Linked DNA regions of Columba livia: region 1 is linked to region 2. The links are chromatin contacts, called in public Hi-C maps. All regions are on one chromosome and are shown on one strand. Each heading gives the region's core, a stretch centred on a gene start, on an enhancer-like site or on the middle of the called end of the contact. The rest is flanking DNA. Distances are from core to core; before and after follow the strand shown.

Region 1 (2,700 bases), core at 173-2,672, 57 kb after region 2:
AATTCCATCAAGCTTACTCTCGTAGGTGGGTTTTTTTTGACAGTTTTGCTGCTTTTGTTTTTTTATAATCATTTTTCTCACCAAGTCTGGGATGCAAAACAACTAATTTAGCCATGTAAATGGTAGGTTTCTCTGAATCACTTGCCCCAAACCTCTGGAAAGAGTTGGGGTCTCCACTGAGCCCTTCAAGCACTATCTTCAGTGCCTTTCCTAAGAGGGGGGAATCACCCCAAAAATGCAACTCGAGGGGCGGGCACAGGCTGAGGTATCCAGCATTTAGGTACCTTAATGAAGACAACAGCATGAGTCCCTGAAGGCCATTTCAATTTGTGATGCTTGAAATCAAAAGTATGTTTTATGAAGTCAAAATCAAGAAAGAAAAGGAGAATAATAATTAAAAAAAAAAAAAAAAAAAAAAGAAGGAAAAGAAAAAAAGAAAATATAAAAGAAAATAAAAGAAACCTCTTTTAACTTGTACTACAAACAGAAATGGGGGTTGACCCCAAGCATTGCCTGGGAAGTGCGTTTCAGCTTCTGGCTTTGGTTTAGACAAATCCTGGTTTCCCCAAACAGCTGGAATTTCCCCCAAAGCTGAACTTCCCACAGCATTTCAACCCAAGCCCCCAACAGGGAGGTGTCATAAGTCCAGAGAGGAGTTTGTCAGTCCTGCAGCAGAGCTTGGTACCTGCCAGGGACAGACATGTTACTCCCTCCTCTCTGGGTCGAGTGACCCAGCAGGTCTCACCAGCATCCCGATTATGCCAACTATCCCACAAAAAAACCCATAGACTTCCCCTCCCACCCCGAGCCCTGCAGATAATTAGGCAACACATCAGGGGCTGCTGCACTTCAGAAGGGTGGTTTGGTGTTTTCCCGGCTGATGTGATACTCATCTCGGTGGCGCGGGTGGCCGTGGGACAGATGGGGTGGCTGACGACCACAGGAAGACTTGGATGTCCTCATCTGCCACCCCCACTCCTGGGAACCCTTGCCCAGGGCACCACTGCTATCCTTTTTGCAAGGTTTGATGCTTCCAACCCCCCCTCATCACTTCTCACATGCACAGCTTGGGGCTAAATTTATTGCATGGGTTTGGCTGCTTGAGGCTGGAAGCTGATAGATCCTACAGCAGAGAGGACTAGTGACAACCACACACAGCAAGTCCAACTGTCCTACAACCTGGACCTGAAGGAGTCACGTCACAGCTCCCCCTGACGTCTATCCAACAAGTCCCTTAGGTATTTAAACTGCTAGTTATTATCTCCAACCAGGTATTTATTATAAAATTTGTGATTGTTTGTTGCTTCATCTCAGTTCTACATGTGCCTGCCAGCTCCAGCCACTGAAAGGACTTTGTTTGCATGTCAAATCGTATGTTCAGTTTTGGGTCCCTCACGCCAAGGAAGACTTTGAGGTGCTGGAGTGAGTTCAGAGAAGGGAATAGAGCTGGTGAGGGGTTGGAGCACAAGTGTGATGGGAGCGGCTGAGGGACCTGGGGGGTTCAGCCTGGAGAACAGGAGGCTGAGGGGAGACCTTCTTACTCTCTGCAACCACCCGAGAGAAGGTTGGAGTGAGCGGGGGGGTTGGTCTCTTCTTTCAAGTAACAAGCAATAGGATAAGAGGCAATGGCCTTAAGTTGTGCCTTGGGAGGTTTAGATTGGATATTAGGAACAATTTATTTCCAGAAAGGGCTGTCAGGCATTGGAACAGGCTGCCCAGGGCAGTGGTGGAGTCACCATCCCTGGAGGGGTTGAACAGACACAGAGATGAGGTTCTCGGGGACATGGTTTAGTTCCAGCATTAGGATAACAGTTGGACTCTGTCATCTTGAGCGTCTCTTCCAACCAAATGATTCTATGATTCTAAGATTCTGTGATTCTAAGTGCCATGCTTGGACACTTATTTCTCCATGAACCTTTCTCCACCTCTTGCACTGGGGTCTTTTAGCCCCTTTGGAGGATAACAGCCCACTCTCCCCTCTCTCCGCATGTCTGGCTGGTTGGGTATCCTCTCCACAAATGCCTGTAATAACACTATGCTGAGCCTCTGTAGCATCTTTCTCCCACACCCTGGGCCATCTCCAGCTGAGTTGTCTCTTTTGCACTGTGCAGTGCCCCAAAACCCGAGTCCTGCCCTGTGCTGGGGAGAGCAGAAGGGCTCCTTCACCTCTCTCCCACCCCTCCCATCGCCATCAGATCTTTGAATGGGGTCAGAGAAGCTCAGTGGGGTCTGTAGTGATGATAATGAATTATTTTCCACCCAGTGCACAACCATTTCTGTTTAGGGTCCCCCAAGCCCCTTTCAAACCCCGGGGGGTGAACACTGCCTTGTATGATGACACAGCAGAAGGCTCAGGGTAATTTTCTGGACAGCCCCATCCACGTGCTAATGACTGACATCTCTCTGTGATGCAAATTGTCCATAATTAGTGGTCATAATTAGTGGTTAGGAATCACACAGGCCTCTTCTGACTCCCTACATAGCTTTGGTCTATTGGAGAGGAGTAATTGCCACTCGGGGTAGCTTTGCACCAAGGGAGAAGGGCAGTTTTAAGCATCCTTGAGCTGCAATGCCCTTTGGGCAAGGGAAATAACCCATTTGCTCTTCGGCTATGCCCAGGACAATTTATTTCCCCTTTATATTAACCATGGGATACAATAATGCTCTTTTTTTTTGGAGTAAAGGCGGACTGAATCAAGC
Region 2 (2,700 bases), core at 145-2,644:
AATTAAAACATTCAGTCTGTCTCTAAGGTTTCTGATTCCCTGTTTTGCATGCAATTATCTGGTTAAAGATAACTCACCCTTGGCTCCCTACTCCTGATTTCACACGTTGATGGTTCCTCCTTGACTTGTGAGATCTGGGCTTCAAAGTGTCTCTACCAAATCTGTCAAAAGCCAGTAGATGGCAGGACTGACCCAGGACTTCACTTCCATGGGCACCATGGGCGCTCCCAAAATGCAAAACTGGGTGTGTCTATCCCCATTCCAGTTCTATAGCCTCAGACAGAAGCTTTCCAGGGGCGAAATAACTCCTCTGGGATCAAGGAAGGATTCAGAGCCATCTTCACCCCTAACAGCTGAGACCCGGAACACCTCGCAACCAAGGATGACAGTGAAAGCACAGCCCAACTTCAAGGTGCAAAAGCGTTGGGATCACAAGAGTAATAGGCTCGTGATAGGGCTCTAAACCTCCAAGCATCCAGATGTGCACCACATCTGCTTTTCCAGAGACAGAAGAGCATCGATGCTTATATCTCACTCCAGCATGGACAAATAGGGACCTGGACCAGAGCTACCAAGCTTCCCGCAGGTGTGGTGGGACCACAGCCTCCTTCATGGCAAATAGGGTCCTTGGGAGGCAAGTAACCTCAAATAATCTGTAACTTGAGTAACTTAACGTCAAGCAAGGACATATTTTGAGTAATGAGGTGGATCATTTGAGTAATCATTAAGCAACTGGCCTTATTTGTTCTGGCTGTTTGTGCAACAAAGTCACATCAGGTTTGTGTTTTCCAAAACACCTTTTGCAAAAAAAAAAATCCCAAAAACAGTTGGAAGAACTTTGTTCATTTTTAAATCCTCCAGCAAACAGCGAACCTGAGTGGAAAGGGCTGGTGTTGCAGTAAGCTTTGTACGGACTATACACAAAAATAAGAACCCTTGCGACATTGGCATAGTGGTAGATGGCAGCAGCTGCCGCTGAAATACAGCAGTTTCCAGGGTGGAAGCACAGAAACCACTTTCTCATTAGCATGCTCCAAAATGAGCAGGTTTTGACTTAAGCTCTTCTCATTTTCCAGTGAGAAGTGTTGGGGATATTTTATGCTTGTACGGAGCAAATCTGCCTCCCCTCGTAACCTCTTGTCTTGTCAGAAAAGATGAAGAACTGAATTTTCTGCTGAGATTTCGATCTCTACTTCCACAGTCCAAGTAAACACATTCAAAGCACTTAAGGGCTGTCCCACCATGGCCCTCAAGTTCCAAATCACATGTTGGGTTTAACGAGCCACTAGTTTTAATGCTCTATAAATGCTGGGCTCTTGTTATTTATTTTCTTATTATTATTTATGTTTTTAATTATTGTAGCTGCACATTTTCAGGCCTTTCACTCCAGGGCTTTACAGTAGCTGAGGTTCTCACAATTTCTGGTGCTGGGGTCTTGGGAATTAGAAAAAAAGATGTATAGTAGAACCAGAAATTGTGAGAGTTGGCAGAACTGATCATATCATGCTTGGGATTAAACTGTTGAATAACATCTCTTGCATTTGACAAGCTGTCATACCCTCCCTCTCTCTCAAATATACATATATCTATCAAAGAAATCTTTGCCACATGTGTTCAAAAGGAAAAACTGCAAATATCTCTTCTACCATATCCTAAGCGTACAAGAATATAGCCCATGAGTAGGAAAGAAAGACAAAAAGAGAGTGAAGAGGAAAAGAAAAAGATCTCCATATGTAATCTATTCCTCATCTATAGGCTCGAGAGCATGTGCAAACTGACCTTCAGATATGTCCCCTGGCAATACCACTAATATAACTTGCTATTTGTATAGGGTAAGTAGCCTGCTGAATGCTCTTCCCATCAGCCCTTGTTCCCTTGCATAAGTACTTGGTATGAGCAAACTCTGAGAAGTTAAGATAGGAAGGAGATGGTCCAGAAGGCCAATGCATCAAAAGGATCATGACCAGCATATGGAGGGAGGTGATTCTGCCCCTCTGCTCTGCTCTGGTGAGACCCCCTGCAGTGCTGGTCCAGCTCTGGGTCCTCAGCACAGGACACACTTGGAACTGCTGGAGAAGAGCCAAAGGAGCCACAGAAATGATCTGAGGCTGGAACAGCTCTGCTGGGAGGACAGGCTGAGAGGGTTGGGGTATTCAGCCTGGAGAAGGCTCCAGGGAGACCTTATTGTGGTCTTTCAGTGCTTAAAAGGGGCTGATAAGAAAGATGTGGACAGACTTTTTGGCAGGGCCTGTTGCAACAGGACAAGGGGTGATGGTTTTAAATTAAAAGAGGGGAGATTCAAGCTAGATACGAGGAAGAAATTTTTTATGAGGATGGTGAAACACTGGCCCATGTTTTCCAAAGAGATGGTGGATGCCCCATCCCTGGAGACATCCCAGACCAGGCTGGACGGGTCTCTGGGTGAAGATGTCCCTGCTCATGGCAGAGGTTGGACTAGATAACCTTTGAAGGTCCCTTACAATCCAAACTATTCTATGATTCTATGATTGGAGGAGGCAGCCAGGTCTCATAACCCTGCTCGTAGCTTTTTAGCCCATGGGGTTGTCCATTGTAGCATCCTTAAGAGCCTTGCAAAAGCATGAGCAGGCATCAGGACACAGCTATGCTGATGGCTTTTAAGTTTAGTTCTTTGCTCACAGCAGAGATGTTATGAAGGTAATTGAGTCCAAAATCAAGGTA

The links. Hi-C and Micro-C count contacts between places; a contact is called where the count stands out from the background.
Region 1: a contact with region 2 is called in a Hi-C map of liver, with 5 times the contacts expected there. The contact joins the enhancer-like site here to the promoter of LOC102089843 in region 2. A contact is called at or near these places in 2 of 2 Hi-C or Micro-C datasets (crop and liver).

What each region holds. Positions count from the first base shown.
Region 1 is chr2:160,808,974-160,811,673 of bColLiv1.pat.W.v2, forward strand. No RefSeq gene overlaps it. Among named protein-coding and RNA genes, the nearest start is that of TOP1MT, 39 kb to the right of the region's middle. Within about 2 kb of position 1,423, at least 1 of the 3 cell types and tissues checked has an H3K27ac peak away from gene starts, as active enhancers do.
Region 2 is chr2:160,752,281-160,754,980 of bColLiv1.pat.W.v2, forward strand. LOC102089843 (ly6/PLAUR domain-containing protein 2) reads right to left here and starts at 1,395. Exons shown (of 3, transcript XM_005513746.3): 1 at 1-1,395.